Linked DNA regions of Mus musculus: region 1 is linked to region 2. A link is a contact called in public Hi-C data. All regions are on one chromosome and are shown on one strand. The core of a region is the stretch at or near the end of the contact, and the rest is flanking DNA. Distances in the headings are between cores, read along the strand shown. Region 1 holds the start of Prkcb (protein kinase C, beta). Region 2 overlaps Prkcb (protein kinase C, beta).

Evidence for each region. Hi-C and Micro-C count contacts between places; a contact is called where the count stands out from the background.
Region 1: a Hi-C map of Th1 cells shows a contact between it and region 2, with 1.9 times the contacts expected there. The contact joins the promoter of Prkcb here to the enhancer-like site in region 2. A contact is called at or near these places in 14 of 39 promoter capture datasets (the 3T3-L1 cell line, the C10 cell line, HPC-7-derived erythroid cells and 9 more), 1 of 15 datasets of contacts at CTCF or cohesin (CD8 T cells), 17 of 484 Hi-C or Micro-C datasets (B cells, CD4 T cells, CD8 T cells and 10 more), 16 of 115 datasets of contacts at active chromatin or transcription factors (CD8 T cells, the SCID.adh cell line, T-cell acute lymphoblastic leukemia and 13 more) and 4 of 9 other capture datasets (adipose tissue, bone marrow-derived macrophages, liver and 1 more).

Annotation. Positions count from the first base shown.
Region 1 is chr7:122,285,122-122,291,590 of GRCm38.p6, forward strand. Prkcb (protein kinase C, beta) reads left to right here and starts at 4,004. Exons shown (of 17, transcript NM_008855.2): 1 at 4,004-4,396; 2 at 5,392-5,423. The coding sequence starts at 4,224. It overlaps Gm51497 (a long non-coding RNA gene), which reads right to left. Exons shown (of 3, transcript XR_003946872.1): 3 at 5,515-6,469.
Region 2 is chr7:122,412,777-122,419,619 of GRCm38.p6, forward strand. All of the region lies in intron 2 of Prkcb (protein kinase C, beta), which reads left to right. Among named protein-coding and RNA genes, the nearest start is that of Gm51497, 120 kb to the left of the region's middle. Within about 2 kb of position 1,580, at least 54 of the 459 cell types and tissues checked have an H3K27ac peak or open chromatin away from gene starts, as enhancers often do. A contact at or near this core is called in CD8 T cells, DN3 thymocytes, Th1 cells and 5 more, where this site is marked.

The DNA of each region.
Region 1 (6,469 bases), core at 2,754-5,253, 130 kb before region 2:
CCTTTTGATGCCTGAGGCATCTCTCTAAAGTAACCTACAAATGGTATCTTATTTAGAAAAAGTCTTCCTGGTAATTAACATAGGGATATTGGGATAAAGAGATCATTCAGATTAATGGGTGAGCAGTGAGTAAGTCCAATGAGCAGTAAGTGTCCATGTAAGACACACACACGGAAGTCAGAGAGAAGAGAAGAGAGACACACTAGGGAATAGGATCACAAAGGCAGAGAAAGATGTGACACAGACAGCCACCAGAAGCAGGGACAGAGAGAGGGGAAGGGTCCTATCTGAGTCTTCCAGAGAGAACGTGGTTTAGAATTTTAAAACATTCTTTTTATTTTATGTGTATGAGTGTTGTGCCTGCCTGTATGTATGTGTACCCATGCATGTGCTTGGTGCCTAAGTAGGTCAAAGAGGTTCTAGGAACTATTGACACTGGAGTTATGGTGCTGTAAGCCACCATGTAGATGCTGGGACCTGCACCCAGGTCCTTTACATCAAGTATGCTTAACTACTGAGCCATCTCTCCAGTCTCTGATTTAGAGTTTTTACCCTCTGTTAAATGTAACAACAATGCACTTCTATCTGTAGCCACTCCATTTTGTGATTTTTTTGGCTGCTGTAGAATTCATGTACTCAACATTAAGAATGAACTCTGGTTTGAAGACACCCTGACTCCATTACAATGCAGGACAACCTGTTTCCCTTTACGTCTGATGTCTACCAAATGCCCAGCGTTTACTCCTTAATGGGTAGAGGTGACCAGAATGGGGGCCCGGAGACCTGGACACACACATTCATTTTCTGCTCTTCAGGCTTGTGGAACACCATGTCATGTTGTCCTCCCTTGCTTCATCGTTTTAAAGGACCTCTCCACTGCTCTCTCTGCCTCCATTCTCCTTGTCTAAAGCCTTTTCCCATGTGGTATCCAGGGTGATCTTTAAGAGGAACCTGTGTTGTATCAGGCCACATCTCATTGTTTAATAGTTGCTGCCTCTCTTCTCTTCTCTTCTCTTCTCTTCTCTTCTCTTCTCTTCTCTTCTCTTCTCTTCTCTTCTCTTCTCTTCTCTTCTCTCCTCTCCTCTCCTCTCCTCTCCTCTCCTCTCCTCTTCCTTTCTTTTCCTTTCCTTTCTTTTCTTTTCCTTCCTTCCTTGCTTGCTTCCGTCCTTGCTTGCTTTCTTCCTTCCTTCTTTCCTCCCTCCCTCTCCCTCTCCCTCTCCCTCTCCCTCTCCCTCTCCCTCTCCCTCTCCCTCTCCCTCTCCCTCTCCCTCTCCCTCTCCCTCTCCCTCTCCCTCTCCCTCTCCCTCTCCCTCTCCCTCTCTCTCTTTCTTTTTTTGAGACAGGGTTTCCCTGTACAGCCCTGGCTGTCCTGGAACTCACTCTGTAGACCAGGCTGGCCTCAAACTCAGTAATCTGCCTGCCTCTGCCTCCCAAGTTCTGGGATTAAAGGCGTGTGCCACCACCGCCCAGCACTGCTGCCTCTTTTCTATCTCAGACACAGAGACCACCTTGCTTTTGTCCAGCACGATGAGCTAAATCCTTTGTCATTATTCTTTTATCTATTTAGAAAATTCTAGCCTCAGACAGGGCCATGGTTGCTCACCATCACTTCATTCAAGCTTTCTCTTAGATAAGCCTAGTTATAAAGGGCTTCCTTGGATACTGTTATTTTTTTCACCATAATTTATAATTTATGATTATATGATTCATTTTTATTTACAGGACAGATTTCACACCACTTGGTAGAGATTTGTTAATTGATAGATTATCATTCCTCAGTCTCATTAATTGGTTCATACGTTCCATGAAGGCAGAACCTTTTATCTGGCTTATTTTAGTGTCTGGAATGGCACATGTAATTTTTGTTGAACGAGTGAACAAATGAATAGATGAACTCAGAGATGCAAGCTCCATTGTCTCCCACCACCAGAGAACTTATAATTTGGATATTTAGGTAAAATACTATAGTGTGAACAATAAAAAGAAAGGAAGATCACTGGGCTGGCAAAACAAAACAAAACAAAACAAAACAAAACAAAACAAAACAAAACAAAAACCAGTATTCAAAGGCCACAGTTTGAACTTTAACCTGTAGATATCTGGGTCCTCTGGGAACCTGAGTCTCCAGCCTCTCTTCACACAGCTCTTCCAGGAATGGAATGGCTTTTAGGACAGCAGCAATGCGGCTCCAGGCCTAGACACCATGAGGTAGTTTGTTGTTACAGACCAAAGTCACTCAGAGCACTTGGTTCAAAAGACAGGATGTGGGCTGTGAGCCTCCAGTTCATCTTTCAAAGGAAATCTCCTTCAGCAGCAATGTCTCCTGGGATGTTTTCCCAAGTCTCCCTGGGAGGTGCTGGAGCCTCTCAAAAGACTAAGAATAGCCAGGGACATCCAGTTTCCCAAACATGCCAACCTTAAAAGTGAATGCCTTTTTCCCCCTTGTTACCTTTGCATTACTATGTAGGGGAAGGACACTGTATTATTATAGGTATATAGCTCACCATGCAGTTGCTAGACACCTCACTGTGACTCTCTGCTCAGGAGCTCCCAGTAGGAATTGTCAGAGTGGTATCCAGGCTCTGCCACTACAGAGGCCCAACCCTTTGTCACCAGTGCACTTTGTAGTCTGGACAGCCTCCATTGTACAACCCCGAGACTGTGTACCCCTTACTCACTTCCATCTAATTTTGCTTATTCACAGAACTTACCTGGTCTATACAGGTTATGGTTGTGACCGAATGAGACAGTGCACAAGCCTCCCTGACACCCTGTATGTTTAGTTTTAATTTTTGCACATTTACAGGTCATGCATGGTACAGGTAACCTTCTTCCATTCTGTTACTTACTCAAGCAGTGCTCACTGGGCTTGTAGGAGCTGTCAGATGCTAAACTCAACACCAGGAGACATGAAGGTGTCATTAACAATGCCGGGGACGTGTGGAAGAGTTCGGTCAGATGCCATTTTTCATCCCCAGGCTGTAGAGCATCACACCAGAGGGAGATTTAGATGCAGTGCCTTATATAACATGCAATGTCGTATCATTGGTTATCTTCCCATCCTTCAAGTGGCATCAAGGGGAGTATGGCGTTGGATATTAATGTTCCCTGAACATTTGAAATCTCTCCTAACAAATACAAGAAGGCCCCAGGTGTGAGGACAGCACCTGGGGAGATCTTAACCCACACAAACCTAGGTATTTCCAATCACATAGACTTTTGTTTTAACAGACTGCACAAGTATGACCAGAAGGGACAAAAGTGAATGAAATGTAGGGAAACGCTCATTTATTAAATTTGTCTCCTGTCATCATTAGCCCAGCCATTTTGGGGTTGGGGAAACTGTCTTTTTGTGGAGAGAGTTCTAAGTGTTCGAGCAAGTGGAGACAAGTCTTTGTGGTGGATATATACATATATACATATGCATATATGTATAGTCCTCCCCTACCTCTGCAGACCTTGGTGTGTGTGTGTGTGTGTGTGTGTGGCCACAGGCCTTTCCGGATGAGTGACAATGAAAGCCCATCCCTCCAGGAGACGCATGCCGAATGACCAATGGGATGATGGATGGAGGGTGCTGGGTACCAGTCTCTGCAGAGGCCAAGGTGAAACTGGCTGCTTCCAGCCTGTTCAACCCTCATCTCCTTGAGCCCCTTGGGTCCTTAGGCGTTTGGTCATTGCTGGATCAACCGAGGTGCTCATCTTAACGCACCCCAGGGCCTAGGACAGGGTGCCAGGGGCGCGGCTCAGATCTGTCCAGCGCAGACTGCGGTCCTCGCGCCGCAGCGCTGCGGCTAAGAACACTTGGCTGGGAGGCCTGCGGGTTGCGGTGTACGTGTATGTGTGTGTGTGTGTCTGTGTGTGTCTCTGCTGGTGGTACTGGTGGTGCCGATATGTAAAGCAGCTGGCGGCTCTGGGCGGGGCCTGGGTTTCATGCAAATGAGGGAGGCGGGGTTACACTGGGGCTCCGCCTCCCTCCCCCGCAGCTGGGGCCAGCGGTGCCAAGCACAGCTGGACCAGCGGCAGCAGCTGGGCGAGTGACAGCCCAGCTACGCGCGCGCGGCCGCCGCCAGAGCCGGCGCGAAGGGGCAGCGCGGCCCTGCGGTCCCCGGGCGGCAGCAGCGGCCGCCTAGTCCCGCGCCTTTCCGGGCTTGCAGCCCCGCGGTCCCGCCGCCCCGGGGCCGCCACCTCTCGGGGCTCCCCCCAGTCCCCGCGCGCGCAAGATGGCTGACCCGGCTGCGGGGCCGCCGCCGAGCGAGGGCGAGGAGAGCACAGTGCGCTTCGCCCGCAAAGGCGCCCTCCGGCAGAAGAACGTGCACGAGGTGAAGAACCACAAATTCACCGCCCGCTTCTTCAAGCAGCCCACCTTCTGCAGCCACTGCACCGACTTCATCTGGTGAGAGTGCGCCGCGCGGGCCACCTGCCTGGGGCCCTAGAGGGCAGCGACACGCATGGGGACCCCTGTTGTTGCCCCCGGGGGGAGGAGCCGTGTGATCACCCCCATCCCGCTGGACCCTTATGCCCTGCGCTCCCGGATGGCCAGTCCCTCAGGTGCTGGGTTCTCTGCTCCCAGACGGCTGGCCGCCAGGCGCCTTCTGCCCTCTTGCACTCTGTCGCCCGAGCGCCTAGGGACAGCGCTGCAGGCGCCTTTTCGACACCTGGCTCAGGGCTCAGTGTGGCTGTCCCTCCTCGGCAGGGCAGCTCCGCGGGTGTCTTTCTCGCCTGAGGTTCCCGATCTTTCTGCCTCCTTCCGGGCTCGAGGAGCTCTCACCCTCACCCCTCCTTTCCGGGGCAGCTCTCTGGGGTGTCCTCTACTTCCCCGGGGCGTGGAGCATCCTTCCCTCTGCGTCCCTAGAGCAGTGCCCTGGGTTATCTCTTACTTCGCCTCCAGAGTCTTGAGCACCCCTTTCATTCCTTGGTTCTCACCCTCAAGTCGCTGCAGGGCCCCTTTCTTCCCTCTGCCCCTCCAAGCATGGGGGGACCTTCCCCCCGCCCCCTAGCCCCTCAGGTGTTACCACCGTGGTGAAGTCCCTATCATCCTCCCCCTAGACAGGTCCTTTTCTCTTTCCTTGAGGGTACTCCCGGCATCTCCTTGGGCAAATATCCAGCCCGCCTTCCGCCCCCACCCGGGCGGAAATGCACCCTCGCATCCTGCCACCTGGTGGTCGTGGTCGCCTCTGTACTGCAGGGGAGATGTGAGGTGGGGGTTACTGCCAAGCTCCGGTAGTGTACCTCCCAATCCCATCCAAGGTGGAAGACACCTTGGAGACCAGGCTGTAGCTAGGAGGTTGCCCCTGGGGTAGAGGGACAGTGGGAAGGGAGAGGGCGACTGTGTGAAACTAGCTGGTAACTGGACCCCTCAGACTGATACTCCCTCTTGTGCTTTTACAGGGGCTTCGGGAAGCAGGGATTCCAGTGTCAAGGTAGGCTTTGTGGCGCTGTGGATGCCGATGGTGGGAAGAGAGAGTAATACAGACTTCAAAGACGTGGCCGAGTTAGGCAGAGTGAAGTAATCCTGCCTGTCAGAGTGACCTCCCAGGCTAGGAATCCTTCACCACCAAAGGGTCCTTTTAAGGGGTGTGTATTTGGGCCAGAGATGCACCATCCAGGAAAGGCCAGTGGAGCTCCTGGAAGGCCCTAAAAGTCAAAAAGTGCATCCATCCCGCTGCTATCTGAGCATTCTCTCAGGACTGCCAGCCCTGCTTAAGAAATGAAATGTCTTCAAGGACTCTTGTGTGTGGAGGGAACCTCTTTCTTCCTAATTCCAGCCCTTTCTTGCTCATTGCTCTCCCTTACCTCCCAGTAGGAGGGTCTGCCTCTTTCCCCTGCTTTGCAGGTGGCTGCCATCTGCAGATGGCGCATCCCCCTAGAAAAGCAACTGTGGTTTCCCCTGGGCCTCCTCTCTCTTTGAAAGCGGTGGTTCCAGATGGGGTGCCTCTGGGATCCTGCCTGAGGTTGCCCTTTTTAACATCTGAGGAGGCACAAGAAGGACTCCAAGAGACTCCTTACCTGGGTTCTTGATTCTAGCTCAAGAGCCATGATTTTAACCAGGGGTACCTAATCAAATATCAGAGACTTGGTGGCCTCTCTTATCTCTAGGGTTTGTGCCTACAAGATGGACTGTGGACTGAGGAATGTAGCTCAGGAGAGTGCCTGCTTTGTTCCAGAGAGGCTCTGATGCAAAATGGGAGAGGGGGAAAGATAGGTTTTAAATTGAATCTCTAAAGATGTGGCCTTGTTTAACCCTTAGAATGCCATAAATAGTTTGTGAATTTCTCTCTCCCCTCTGTCTCTGTCTCTGTCTCTGTCTCTGTCTCTGTCTGTCTGTCTGTCTGTCTGTCTGTCTGTCTGTCTGTCTGTCTCTGTCTGTCTGTCTCTCTGTCTTTCTCTCTCTGTCTCTCTCTCTGTCTCTCTCTCTGTCTCTCTCTCTCTCTCTCTCTCTCTCTCTCTCTCTCTCACACACACACAC
Region 2 (6,843 bases), core at 330-2,829:
CCTACATTCAGTGTTTGAGCCAGAGGATGAGGGGAGCCTTTGATAACACACACAAATTATGGGTGTGTGGGGGGGGGTGATTCCTCAGAAAAGAGTGGGGGATAGATGCTGGTCAGGCAGAAGCAAGAGATGTCTGTCATACTTTGATTTGGCTTCTCGTGGTCTAAGGGCACTATGACGAATGAGCAAAGGCATGCTAGTGTTCCTTGTAGGCATTGGCATCTTCAAGGTGTGAACAACAAATAGAGGACATAGCCAAGAACAACCTCCACGTGTTACCCTGGTCCTCCTGGGTCTGACTCCTCCAGAGTTCTTAAAAGCAGAGGGAGGATGTGGGAGAAGTTTCTTTCCCTGTATTTATTTATTCTGGGGCCTTTACTGAGGCCCATTCCTTACCTCCTGTGGGCCAAGTCACTCTGTAAAGGAGCACTTTGCAATTGCTCTCAACTGGAGGGTGATTGCCCCTTCTTCTGTCTTCCCTCCTTAGGGCATGGTTCCGATAAGCAATTTTCTGTCTCTTCTTCCTTCCTTACCAAGGAAGGAATCCTTGACATTTTAGGAATGCCTTATGTGATTGGGTAGCCTACCCATATGATGGGGTAAGGTGCAGCTGTGGAAACAGAATGGGGCTGTTGTCTCCGTAGCGAAGAGGAACAGGCTCTTGGATGTGCTCACTTGGGAACAAGCAGGTGGTGGAGGCATGTGCTGAGGCGTGATGCTCAACTCTCCAAGTGCTTCCGAATTGCTTAGGGAGCTTTCTCAATGCACCAACGCCTGCCCTCACCTCTCACCAATTCCACTAAACCAGAATCTTAGGGACTGAACACTTTTATAAACAGCTCCCTGGAGGGGGGGGGGGTTAGAGTGTGAAGCCATGCTGAAAACCAGGCAATGATATCCTACAGGTAAAACATCAAGGATATAGATAAAAAAAAGAAAAAAGGAAATAGGAATGTTTCTTAGACAACACACAGATATCCTGGGAATAGCTGAGGATTGGTTTCAGGAATGCCCTTGGATTCCCCAAATATTCCAGTAGTTAAGATTCATTTGCAGATGGCTTAGTGTTGGCTTGAAATCGACCCTCACCCTCCTGAATTGTGTAGATATCTCAAGATTGCTTTTAACGCCCAGTGCAATGGAAATCCTATGCAGATAGTTTTTATGGTGCATCATTTAGGGAGTAACGTCAGGAGGCAAGTTTGTACAAGTTCAGGACAGATGCAGACTTTTCCTCCCAAATATTTTTGATAGTTGGCTGATGGAATCGTCAGATATAGAACCCTTGCATATGGAGGGTTGATTGTACACATATAGACCTACATATGGACTCCCATATGCAGAGGATGTTTTTGCAAGATCTAGGGTTTATCCAAGGATTGTATAAGGAGCTGCAAAGAAGAGTTTCTTCCGGAAATGACACAAAACAGTGGTTTTTGAATTGGCAGTGTTCAAGTTTTTAAGCCGCAAGCGGAGCGCACTCTTTTCAACAAAATACTCGCTGCATATGGAGAAGTTGCCAAACAGGGCTCTGAAAGACCTCTGAACTTCCGTGGCGTATAAGGTGAGGGCACTTCCTGCCCTTACAAACTCACACACAGCACCAAGCGCCCACAGCCTCAGCTGCAACCTCTTGACTCAGCTGTGATGCTGGGTTTCTGGGTGTGAAGGTAACCAAATGAGCCAACTTGTTGAATCATTCATCATCCATCCATCCATTCATTCATGCTTTTTTAAAATTAAGGATTGTACGATCCAATTACTCCTCGTCACAGCCACATGGCCTTCTTCCTGTCCCCTGCTTGGGCGCTGTTTGCTTCAGCAACATATTGCCTGAGGTGGAAATGCTTGAACTAGAATAAGCAGCAAAGGCAGAGTCTGTAAGCTGGTGGCATGCAAACACATTAATCCTAATGCATTTGCTTCCATGACGCTTAGCAAACGTCCTCTCTGGCATCCGCGTTCATGAACCCAGAGCCACCCTTGTGTGCAGCCAAGTGTCCTTTGGAAAGACCTGTATTCTTCAGTTCAGCCCAGTCTGGCTGAGTCCCAGGCTGACTTCACTTAGCCAGCAGGCCTGGCCTTTGCAAACATCTGAGCTTGCAACTCCTGCATCAAGGTAGTAAGATGAGCAAACCATCACCTGCCCCACCGGAATGTCGAGTGAATTGTTTTTAGATAATGTGCTGGTTCTATTCCAGTCTGGCCTATAGTCTGCTGCTTAAAGGGCAGGTTCCTCTGCCCACTTTTTCATCTGTGGACTGCGTGTGGTAGGCTGTTGGTGCAGATACGTTGATGGAACAAACATGCATAATAGAGGACCTATGCAATCTGTAATAACATGTGTCTGTCACTGGCCTGACAGGAAGGGAAGGCAGCAGGGCAAGAGGAGAAAAGAGCTAAGCTGCACAGTAATTACACTACGGATGGGAGCCCAGCTTAAGACGTGTACTTTATCCCCTAGGCTGTTTCTATCCACGGAGACGTATACAGTAACAACTACACCTTACATCTATATTAGCCCAATACAAGAACTCCTAGCCACAAGAGTTGTTAAGCACTAGAAATGTAGTTAGCAAGAATGATGAACAGATTTTAAGTTTTATTTAACTGTCTTAGATTTTTATAGTCCCCTGCCCCGCCCCGCCCCACCCCACCCCTTTGGAGTTAGCTGCCACCATGGTGGATGACATAACTTTAGACCACAGGCAGCGAGTGGATGGTCAGAGCAGGAAAGTGATACCATGGCTGGGTCACCCAGAGAGTGAGTTTTCTACAAGTGTGTAGGCTGCGAGGAGTGGGAGGAAGTGTGTGGGAGTGCAATCGACAACACTTGACCTTTATTAGGAAGTGACTGTGTCCATACACTGAGTCAGGATGAACTCAGCGAATCCTCATCACAGCTCTGTTATAAAAGGTAGACTTATCACCCGAAGTTTACACGCCAGATTGTTGGTACAGAGCAACCGTAATAAGCATCTGCAAGGTCACAGAGCTGATAAGTCATGGTACCTGGTCCAGACCATTTGGCTACAGAGCTTGTGTTCTGAACACGCCCACCTCCACCCCACCCCACCCCCAATTCTGGAAGAAAGTAAATGAATCTCTCTTAAGAGAATATTTTATTCTGTCCCCTGCTGCTTCACATTCACACATGACATCTCATTTAGATTTCTTGACAATTATGTGGCATCGCAGTCCTATCTCTTCTACGGTTATGGAAACTTTGGCTCACAGAGATGAGATATCAAGACAGGCTGATGAGGCTCTGGGGAGCCCAGCCGAGGCTTTATTACCGAGCCGCCCTCTCTGAGTTACTGAGGGCAGCTAAGGGGGAGCCAGGGGGGAACGCGCAGGAGGAGCTGCTGCAAAGGATGTTGTGCAGGAAGAATCAGTGGGCTTCAGCAAGTGACTGAATGGCGGGGGTGAGTGGAGCGGGGAAGGAGCTCTCCTGGAACAGAGCGATGAATGATAGACACACGTGTGCCTGCACCAGTGGGGGGTGTGGGCTCCCGAGGAGGGCAGGCCGAGTTTCCAATAGAGTATCACCAACCACTAGCTGAATGACCTTGGGCAAAGGGCCTGTGGTTGTCAGCCTCCCTGGGGATAGAATGGAGATCCTTCTCCGGGCTGTCATTGGGCACAGGTTCGAAAACCTGTCTCTCTCTCTCTCTCTCTCTCTCTCTCTCTCTCTCTCTCTCTCTCTTTCTCTCTCTCTTCCCCTCCCTCTTCCTCCCTCTCTCCTTCCCTCTCTTTTACCCTCTTTCCTTCCCCCTCCCCCAGACAGACGAGACAGACAGACATCTTGCTATGTATCCCAGGCTCACCTCAAGTTAGAAATCCTCCTGCTTCAGCCTTCCAGGCACTGGGATTCTAGTTATCACATATGACTCCTGAGTCTTTCTTAATGCCACGAGGCCAGGTAGCGGGAGAAGGTGGACCAGGCTGTTGTATTTCAGCTGGGGAGGGAGGAATCCTACTTTATCTTGGGCTCTAGAGTTCATCTCTGACCTAGAAGGAAAGGACCATCCTTCTCAGACAAAACCAAGATCATCCAGTCAAGCAGAACCCGTGTGCTGACAGTGTAAGCCAGGTGCTCTTTCCCACCCTGCCCGTGGAACATGTGTTCTCATTTGAGCTTTCTAATGGTATTATAAGAGCAGGTATTATTATTTTCAATAATTTATTTTTATTCACTTTACATCCTAATTGCAGCCCCTTCCAGTCACACCTTTATAAATCCCCCCATTACCCCACCCCCTTTCCTCCTCTTGGGTACCACACCACCCTGGCCCATCTAGTCCCAGCAGGACTAGACACATCCTCTCCTGCTGAGGCCCAACCAAGCAGTCCAGGAAGGGGAAGGGATCCGATGGCAGGCAACAGAGTCAGAGACAGCCCCCACTCCAATTGTTAGGGGACCCACATGAGGAACAAGTTGTACATCTGCTACAAATGTGTATGGGGCCTGTGTGTTCTTTGGTTGGTGGTTCAGGCTCTGTGAGCCCCCTCGGCCCAGGTTAGTTCACTCTGTAGGTCTCCTTGTAGTGTCCTTGACCCCTCTGGCTCACTCAGTTCTATCCCCCCCCGCCCCCCCCCCCGCCAATCTTCCAAAAGACTCCCCAAGCTCCACCTAATGTTTAGCTGTGGGTCTCTGCATCTATTTCCATCCTCTGCTGGAAGAAGTCTCTCAGGAGACAGTTATCCTAGGCTCCTGTGTGCAAGCATAGCTGAGTATCATTAATAGTGTCATAAGAGCCAGTATTATTATTATTTCCATCTTGGAAAAGGGGATTGCGGTTCAGAGAAGTACAAAATACATGTTTGTATCCAATTGGAGGTTTAAGCTGAGATCCACCTGCTTCCTGAGATGTAATCAATATCCTCTGCCAATGGTAGACTTCCTTTTTGAGGGCTGGCAGTCTTGGGACATCCTGAGAGAGGTGAGAACCTAGGAAAGTACTCAGGGTCTCTTGTCCTCCCACCATAGCTAGCCACAACTAATGTTAGGATTTCTATCTCACATTGATAGGAATTATGAAGCATGAATGGACATGCAAGAATGCTAGCTTTATACCACTGACCCAGTGAGAACTGGATGGAAGTGGGGGGTCAAGATCAAAATGAAGAATAAAACTGGATCCCTCTGTACTGTCCTGGAATCCAAAGTATAACGGTGCTTAGAAGTGGGTGTTGAGAGAGAAGTAGAATTGCAGATTTGGCACTTTCCTGGGACAGTTACCCCACAGAGGCCCCTTGGAAGTGTCTCTGCTTCAGCTGTCTGGTGTTTATAGCATCAATCATATGCTTCTAATTCTTAGTTAGTGTATTAGTTTCCTCAAGCCATTGTAACACATCCAAAGACACACAGGTGCCTAAAATGATACAAAGTTACAGCTCTCCAGACCAAAGTCTAAAAATGGCTTTGTTAGGACTAAAGTCAAGGTGTCAGCTGGCTGCTCTCCTTATGGGGGACCGGAGGGGACACTCTGTTCATTGCCTTTTCCAACTGCCTTGGGCCACCCACATTCCTTGGTCACGTTCCTTCCTGCAAGAACACCACGCCAACCTCTGCTTCCACCATCAGAGAGCATTCTCCAACTGACCCTTCTTAAAAAGGAATCTTAGAAGGAGTCTGGTGGTTCCACTGAGCCCGCTCCCATAAGTCAGTGTCTCTCCCCTCTGCAGAGTCCTCAGCTTAATCACATCTGCAGAGGCCATTTCCCCCCCGCAAGATGACAATCAGAGTTCCTCTGGTTGGGACATAGGCATCTTGCTGTGGAGGCAGCGTGTGAGCCTTTATGGCCTTTCATGTACAAGGAAAGTGTGGAGATGGATGGAGCTGGGGACCTTTCTCTCTCCTTTCCCTGTGTGTTCTTGTCAGTCAACCTAACTCAGAGGCATGTGTTTGGAACCCCACTGAGTATTCTACACAGCTCTCTAGACTGGGTTGGGAAGGTTCCAGACTGCAGGCTTTCCCTCCCAGGACATTGAGGAGTAATTAAGCACAGAGAGGAACATGTAGGGATTCTTGGCTTCCTCCAGCTACCTGTGTGGACGTGGGACCTGGCACATTCCGCAGCTCTGAAAAAAAATGCCTCCTTTTTAAAGAAAGCTGGTCTGCCCCTGAATTTGCCAAACAGAAATGAGGGGGTGTTTATTTGTATCACAGAGAGATTTAGTTTGTTTCTTAAAATAGACAGCCCTAGTCCTCTTTAAAAGTGTGTTTTAGTTCATGGGGAATTTGATTTGCACAACTTGGGAGAAACAAACCTCTTAAGGGAGTCGTTACCTGCACTGCAGGTCTTCAGCTTCCAAAGTCTGTCCCCAGCAGCTGGGGAGAGGGACAGGCCACTCAGGTCACTTGGCCTACTGGTTCCTCCTTATAGGGCGGGATCATTTATTTTTGTGCTAATTGGAAGGCTGTCCAAAGAGCCCCTACCCATGGTGGGACCCGGAAGAACTGCTCAGGAGCCACCTCTACCACACACGATGAGGTTGTCCTTTCTTCTCTTTCTGTGGCTTATTCCTTTGTTCCTTCATGCACCAGGAATTTACTTACTATCCATGAATATCAGTGTTGATAGCAGGAGCTGCAGCAGCCACTAGGAAACTCGGAGAGGCTGTGCTTGTTACTCCTGGTGCCCTGTCAGAAGGATGAGGATGAGATGGTCCTGACTCAAGCTTTGGAAGTTTCGAGAAAGGGTTCTAGAATAAAATTGTTATTTGAAAATGGGAGAGAGAAACTTTCCTAATTCACTCTGGATCCAAGAAGAAATTCATACCGTAATGATGGACCACTTAAAAACTTACTAATGACATTAAGTATAAAACATAAGTCCA